Linked DNA regions of Mus musculus: region 1 is linked to region 2. Evidence: chromatin contacts called from public HiChIP or PLAC-seq data. All regions are on one chromosome and are shown on one strand. The core of a region is the stretch at or near the end of the contact, and the rest is flanking DNA. Distances in the headings are between cores, read along the strand shown. Region 1 has its middle 26 kb from the start of Zfp395. Region 2 overlaps Hmbox1 (homeobox containing 1).

What was found. HiChIP or PLAC-seq counts read pairs in DNA pulled down with a chosen protein or histone mark.
Region 1: a FOXA1 HiChIP or PLAC-seq map of pancreatic cancer cells shows a contact between it and region 2. The contact joins two enhancer-like sites.

The regions. Positions count from the first base shown.
Region 1 is chr14:65,330,483-65,334,582 of GRCm38.p6, forward strand. No RefSeq gene overlaps it. Among named protein-coding and RNA genes, the nearest start is that of Zfp395, 26 kb to the right of the region's middle. Within about 2 kb of position 1,594, at least 185 of the 459 cell types and tissues checked have an H3K27ac peak or open chromatin away from gene starts, as enhancers often do. A contact at or near this core is called in pancreatic cancer cells, where this site is marked.
Region 2 is chr14:64,883,081-64,887,141 of GRCm38.p6, forward strand. The region is part of intron 4 of Hmbox1 (homeobox containing 1); the gene reads right to left. Among named protein-coding and RNA genes, the nearest start is that of Hmbox1, 65 kb to the right of the region's middle. Within about 2 kb of position 2,066, at least 27 of the 459 cell types and tissues checked have an H3K27ac peak or open chromatin away from gene starts, as enhancers often do. A contact at or near this core is called in pancreatic cancer cells, where this site is marked.

The DNA.
Region 1 (4,100 bases), core at 344-2,843, 450 kb after region 2:
CCCTAAGCCTAGTCTGGCCTGATACATCCCTGAGGTGGCCCTCGAGCTCCTGTTCTTCCTGCCTCTGCTCCCCGGGTGCTGTGACTCTAGTCATACCTTTCAAGAGTTGCCTATGGTCTCAGTAAAGCTCTCTGTAGAGGTCACAGGTTGACTCTGTTATCATCTGTGTCAATCTCGAGCAGTTCCTCCAGTTACCTCTGTGTTCACAGCCTTGATTTCTTGGTTTTGCAGGCTATCTTCAGTTCGGAGTTGTTCAGTATTTCTTTGTGGTTAGACCCAGGCTTCCTTCTTTGAGACTGAAGTGTCACAGTGTTTACACCACCATTTCTTACTGTGTCCTCCCAGGCAACACACAGAGTCCACTCATCTCAAGACCTGTGGTTTCCATGATTTGACTAAGATTGTGTCTGTCAGGTTTCTCCAGGGTAAAGTCACCCCCTGTCCCCACCCACCCACCCACCCACCAACCCACACAAACGAACAAGTAACTACTGAAATAATTTGAAAGGTGGTAGAGAGACTGGCCTTACTGGTACCTGTATATTTACAAAGCATCTTATAATTAAAAGAGCTCCGGGCTCTGTCTACTTTTTTGCTCAAAGAAGAAAGGAAAGGAAGGAGGAAGAGGGTGGAGAAAGGGGGAAGAGGAGGGAAGGCAGACATTTGAGGGATACATAGCTCAGTTCTAGCACATTGGCTTAATATATGTACAGCCATGGGATCCTAGCACTTGAGGCCATGCCTGAGGGCCTGCGTTCAACCCATTTTGTAGAAGAAAGTCAAGTCCCACAGCAGACCTCCACAGCAGGTGTTCAGGTTTGATGGCAAGAAGCCTTTTCCACTGAGGCAGCCCCTTTCTGTGGGCACAGGGGTACGCTGATGGACACACACACACACCTCTGCGGCCAGGAAAAGGGTTTTTATGAATCAGGGCAGAGTGAGCCTTGTCAATGCTTCAGGGACAGGTGAAGAAAGGACCTTTGACTCCAGAAATGAGGCACAATAGAGAGAACATTTGTCCCTCATACCCTGCTTTCACTAATACCCACTTGAAGGTGGAAAACATACTGGCAAGGCTGACTTGCTGGCTCAGAGACAGGTGGCAGCGCCCCAGCCTTGGAGGATTCTGGGATTGGGTCCATGTTGTGCGGTCTCCTGCAAAGAACTCAGGTTCTGAGCAAGAGGCCCTTGCCTTGCATTTTGCACAGAGGACCCTACAAGTTGCCCAGTCGGCCCAGGGTGAAGGCATAGTGTGGACTACTCTTGGTCTGGGAATGTTTCTTACTGGCGCTGAGAGGATAGCTCAGTGGGATGGCGCTGAATGTTCTAGCAAGAGCCGGTGATAGAAGTGAAGGATGGGTTCAAGGCCTTCAGAAGGAAGGTTTGGCCTTGGGCTGAAAACAGAGTGAAGATAGAAACTGGCCAGGCAAGGGGGGTGGGGTGAGGGGTGGGGCAGCCCAGGAAAAGCAAAGCACGGAAGGAAACCTGGCGTGGTGCCCAGCCCCAAGGCCGCCTTGGGCGATTGGGTTCTGGTGGCCTGGGTGTCCCTGGCGGTCCGCACAGTCGCCCGCCTGTGGGCACAGGGAGGCGCCACAGTCGTGGCAAGGCCGCCTCTGAGGCCCTGTGTTGGCCCGATGTCCCCCGGCAGGGCGGGCCCGGAGCAGCGTAGGGGCCTCCGTGGACCCGGGCACGTCCGCGCTGCGCGCCCGCCTCCGGCGCGCTAAGGCTAGCCTGGCAGGGAGGGGCCTCCAGGAGGCTCCGTTTGAGGTGATCATGATGGGGCGATCGTGTTGCAAGCTTGGCCGAAGCTTGAGGTGGGGGAGTAGGGGTTGGGGGGGGGGGTGCGAAGCCTGCCTCACATTGGCTGCAGCTCAATGCAGGACCTCACACTGCTGGCCTCGCGCTGCCGGGGGTCATCGACCCCAGCCAGTGGAAGTAGGAGAATCTTTGGTCCACTGTGTGCAGAGGAACGCTAGAGACTCGCGTGACCCCGCCTGCCTCCCCTGAATCCCACCACTTCTTCAACTGCAGCCCCAAAGGGTCTGTGTGCCTAAAGGTCTTAAGCAATTTAAGATGGGCCCTGGAAAAAAATTCTCCTGATTCAGTGAACTGGAAAGGAAGCAGGTTTGGGAACACTTTCAACCTTGACCACCACCTTAGAAAGTAATAGATAGCAGGGCGTGGTGGCGCACGCCTTTAAACCCAGCACTCGGGAGGCAGAGGCAGGTGGGCGGATTTCTGAGTTCGAGGCCAGCCTGGTCTACGAAGTGAGTTTCAGGACAGCCAGGGCTATACAGAGAAATCCTGTCTCGAAAAGCCAAAAAAAAAAAAAAAAAAAAGTAATGGCTTACCAGTATAAACTGGCAAACACGAAAATGTGTAAATAATTAGATTCCTCCCTAAATAAAGCACTCAGAATCCTACAGCCCCAAATCAAATTCTTCATATACTGGAATGTTTCATGTTTTGACATGTCTTGTTTTCTTTACAAGCCTGATAATTCTGCATAAATCATTTACTATCTTGCTTTTAAACTATTTTTGATTAATTTGTCAATGGAGGGGTGGCTTGTGCGGAGGTGATAGGTAACTTTCAGGAGTTGATCCCCTTTTAGCCAAGACTCAGCTTGATCAGGCTTGGGGGCAAGCACCTCTTCTAGCTGAGACATCTGGAGACCCTCCTCTCCCCTGACTTTGGAGTAATTCTCCTGCCTCAATTTTCTAAGTACTGGGCTCACAAGCACCAGCCAGTTCACACCTAGCTTTGCTTTTTTGTGCTTACCGCTCTCACATCTTCCATTTCTTTAAACACATCCTAAAATATGGGTAATGGTTCTATGCTAACATTGTGCAGAAAGACTCAGTGGATTTACTGTCCCTTGACTGCTTAGCTGTGTTGCTGTGGATACCAGGCTTTTTGTAGGTCCCAAACATTTCCTTCTTTGCCTCATTAAAAAAAAAGAAAGAAACAAAAAAGGAAAAACAAAAACAAACAAAAAAAAACATTTAAACTCCTGTGGTCTGACTACGGTGACCTTTGACCAGTTCTTATTTTTCAGTTTTCCAGACATTGTCTATTCTCCTTAAGCGTCAGAATTGTATCACTAAATCAGTACTTTGAAGAGCCCAAGAGGGAGACAGTATACAGTGTTTCCCCAGGGCCCCCAAGTGTAGGCCTTGATTCCAGTTAGACTCCCTCCCAGGTTCCCAGTAGACTCAGCAAGCTGGGCTAATAGTTTCAGCAGCTCCCATGGGGTCAGGCTCAAAACGAAGTCAAAGACAACATGTTGAATAATCATAATAATTATCTTATTAAGAGTCCCTTGGAGCCAGGTGTCCCTTTGTGGCACAGCCTGAAGTCCCAGTACTCAGCTGGCAGGATCAAACTCCTGAGTTTGAGATCAGCCTGGACTATGTAGAGCTTCAGGGCTATGAGAGAACTTGTCTCAAAAAAATAGGATCAGGCTGGGCAGTGGTAGTGCACGCCTTTAATCTGAGCACTTGGGAGGCAGAGGCAGACGGATTTCTGAGTTCAAGACCAGCCTGGTCTCTGAGTGAGTTCCAGGACAGCTGGGGTTACACAGAGAAACACTGTCTCTCTGTAACAAAACAAAACAACCCCCCCTCAAAAAAAAAAAAAGGATCAGGGGGGCTGGAGAGATGGCTCAGTGGTTAAGAGCACTAGCTGCTATTCCAGAGGTCCTGAGTTCAATTCCCAGCAACCACACACATGGTGGCTCACAACCATCTGTAATGGGATGTGACACCCTCTTCTGGTGCATCTGAAGACAGCTACAGTGTACTCATATAAAATAAACCTTAAAAGAAAAAAAAAAAAGAAACAGGAACAAAAGTAATAACAGAGTCCTTTAGAGCCATGTGCTGGCTCAGACCTATAATCCCAACACTGGGAAAGTCAAGACAAAAGGATCACAAGTTCAAGGACAGCCTGAGCTACATTATGAAAGTCTGTCTCAAAATGGGGAGTCAGTCTGCGGCTGCCACTTGGTGCGGGCCCAGTGAACATCATGGTCGCTGGGCCGTGGTTGTGCACGCTTTTAATCTCAGCACTCGGGAGGCAGAGGCAGGCAGATTTCTGAA
Region 2 (4,061 bases), core at 816-3,315:
AATAACAATTATCTTCATAGTTCACCAAGTTTGAAGGTAACATGTCCACTTTTAGGGAACTGACAGAGTGTAGACAAGGAGATGTTACTCAGCAGTCAAAGAAGAGGAGTGCCTGAGCTAGGCATTGAGCAAGCAACACAGAGGAACCTTCAATGCAGTTAGTAACTAAAAGAACCCAGCCGGAAGCTATCACAACTATCACGACTTGACTCCAATGCTAAGACACTTTGGCAAAGATCCATGGTTGCAAGAACTGGGAAGAGCAAAGCAGACAAGCAGAGCACAGAAAACTTCTGAGGGCTGTGAGGTCACATTGTAATTGTGGGTGTATCCTGTTTGACCCTATAGCATGTGCACTACCAAAAGGGGGCCTACTGCCAGCTAGGAATGCTAGTTCCCAATGACATATCAGCATAGGGTCACTGACTGCCAAAAATGTGCCACTGTGGGAGGTGACAATTATAGGAAACTGAGTAGGCCCTGTGGACCAGGAGGTATTTTGGAAGTTTCTCAAATTTTTGTTCAATGTTGTTGTGAACCAAACACTGTTCTAAAGAATAAAGTTTAGCTTTTAAACTGATATCTTAGTTGGTTTATAACACCTGGTCTAAAGTTCTCTGATTAAGAAAGACAGCAATACTGGTTGGGTTTTTTTTTTTTTTTTTTTTGGCAAAACAACTGATGCATATATATTATTATTATTCTCCATTTTAGAGAAAAGTAACAAGGGAAGTGATTTGAATACAGTTGGAAGTAAAAAGATTAGAAGCAAGATGGTCCAAGTGTCAAATGTAGTTGTAGTTTAAAAGTAGACTAGAACTGGACAAGCAGAAAAAAATGGAGCTGCTATAATGTGAACATCTATGCCTTTTGTTGAAAGCTTTGTCTTTAAGATGGTGATGTTCACATGTGGGGATCTTTGGGAGGGGGTTGTCACATGGGCAGACCTTCATGAATAGGATTAGCACCCTAAGGGGCCTGGAAGACCCTTCACCCTTTCCACCATGTGAAGACACAGCAAGAAAGAAAAAGGAGCATACGAGCCAGAAAAGCAAGTGGTTCCCAGACATGGAACCTGCCTTAGAACTGTGAGAAATACATGTGTATGTTTGTATACTACACTACTCAACTCAGTTTATAGCATTTCGTTACATGGACTAAGAGAACAATCATTTGGTCACACTCCTACATTTTATAATGAAAGTGAGGGTGTGGGTCACACAATGAGTGGATGTCAGAAAGAATGGAATCCCAGTGTCTGCTGGCTTCTCACTGTACCCTAGCAATTCAACACAACTGTAATAAAGTTCTTTAAATTCTGATGCTAACATTTTTTTCTTATTTCTTTAAGAAGACACAACACTAATTAGTATATCTCTTTGGATGATAAGCTCTCACCAACCTTTGACTATTTACTCATTTTTTTCTGAGTATCCCCACTTTTTCCCAGAGATCATTATATTTTTATTTGTTTGTTTTAGGAATGCTTGAACAGCCTAAGGAAACATTTTTGCTGAGAGTAAATATAAAATACATGTTTATTACTAAAGCCAAGGCTATGCTCAACACCCTATCATTGTTAGTGAAAAGCTAGAATCTTGGCCGACCTCTCACAGAGGTAAAAATCTACCCATGGTGGGAGCAGCTGCAACTGTGACGGAATCTACAAATAACATGCTGGAAATTCAGCAGGCACTGTTATTATATCCTGTTTACACTGTCATTTCTCCTATCAGCAGGATATTATTTATACAGACCCCACCCCTGCACTTCTTGTTTATCTTATTATAGAAGCCCTCCACATCTATAAAAAGCAGCCTCTGCATTTGATTCTGGAACAGCACATGTGTCGTAATTTGGCACCTTGCTACACTTTCTTATTTAGCATTTTCTGTGGTTAGGCGCCATCCGTTCTGATTTTTATCTTATGGTTGATCTCACATACTAGAGTCAAACTCAAATGATTTTCAAAGAATCTGCTGTAGAACGACAGAAAAGGATATCTAGGTAATGGTCAATCACTAACTTATTGTTCTTCCAAGACATGAGAATGACTGTTTCTGCTAGGTTCCTGGCTGAACAGGGTGGGGCACAAATGTGACTAATTCATAATACATGAGAAAAACAACTCAGTGAGCTAGCCAATAGATAAAAAATAAATTAGCCTGCTTTTAATTTCCTCACTCTCTTGCTTTGTAGAGTAAAACAAAATCAAACAAACAAACAAAAAACTCAAACTTTCTTAAACACAAAAAAATGTATGTGATGGTTGAACAGGCAAACATCCCAGAATCAGACCTTTGGTGTGCCTCTTGATGTGTAGTTTGAGCTAAACCCAATCAGCTCCTGTATGCCTCAGCCAGCTCTACCAGGCAGGTGGGTGTGAAGTTTTCCACGTGTGCAGTGACAGACCCTCTGAGGATTAAACCTAAGGTGAGTCACTACGCTAATGCCAGGTAGCACCCTAATAGAATGAGGTGTGCTAAGGAGGAATGCATAAAGATGCAAATGGGCAGGAGTCTCAAAACTAAAAGTAGTTAAATTCAGCCGTGAAGATACATAATAGAATTTGGCAATAAGAAATGGGCATAGGGGATACATTATAGAACTTCCTGGGCTGACAAGATGGCTCAGTGGGCAAAGGCATTTGCTGCCAAGGATTAGGACCTGAGTTTTAATCCCTGGAACACACAATAGGAAGGAAAAAAAAAAAAAAAAACCTTTCACCCCAACATACATATATATGCATGTACACACTAAAACAAATTTAAGTATAAGATGTTTCAAATTTTAATATATTCAACTCTCAGAAATATTCAACTTTGCAATTTTGTTCTATCATGTTACAGATTTGTCTGGCTGTCCCTCTATATGTTGCAAATCAGAACACATGTTGATTGTAGTCTGAGAAACTAAAGCAAAGATGCAAAGACAACATCCCATCATGGCATAATCTACTACACTGTGAGTTTCAGTAAAGCCTGCACAATTTACCCTTATAGTGTGTTACACACTGTACTTTAGTTTATTGAAGTTAAATAATTTATCTCATCCATCCTACTGGCAAATACCTAAAGACTTAAATAATTAAATTCACACCTTTCCTTACCATTAAGACTTCTACATTAAAGGACATGTCTAAAAGTCTTTTACGAGCAACAAAGGCATCATTTATAAAAATGAATTATTAGTAAGAGATATATACATGTATGTATCTTAAAGGGTTGGCTGACATTAGGTATAGGGATAAAATTTAATACTTTTAGCTTTCAAGTTACAATTTTATCAAATTAATGAGCAGGCATAACCTCTTAACATTCACTTCAGTATGTACCAGTGTTTGGACCACCGAAGGAACATCAGAGCTGGAAGATCGCTTCTCGGCCTTTTGGCTAAGATCATGTGCAGAGCTGAAAGAGCTACTATGGCTCAGATACCAGCATGTAACCACAAAAGTACAAAAACTGAGGCAGGGGGTTGAAATACCCAAAGGCTTAAGTTTGCAGCCGCATGCTAAAAGTGGTGGTGGCGGTGGCAATTACTGTAACTGTCATCATAGACTGGGTAACAACACAGCAAGTGGAATTGGACTGGAAAGAACTCGTGGTTCCTCTAAGAGCTTAAGGACTAAGGAAGAGCACCCCAACCCAACGATGACTCACTCACACTCAGGGCCTCCATTTTTAAGATGCAATCTGGGTAGAGAAGGACACATACACACCACATGTAGGTGAGGTCTGGGCTGGGTGGAGAATGGATGGGTATAGAGAACAAAGAGAAGACACTGGTGACTCTTATCTTCTCAGGAGGGGTGTGAGGAAGGTTTCACACAGAAATGGTCATTCAAAAGACAACTTTCAGTAGGCGATGGCGGTGCACACATCCCAGCACTTTGGAGGTGGCTGCAAAAGGATCAGGAGCTCAAGGTTGTTATCAGCCATGGAGTGAGTTTGAGGCTAGCGTGGACTGCATGCAACCCTGTCCCAAGGGAAAAAAACCAAACCAAACAAAAACATAAAAGCAACAAACAACAACAAAACCAAAGCCCAAATGATGACAAA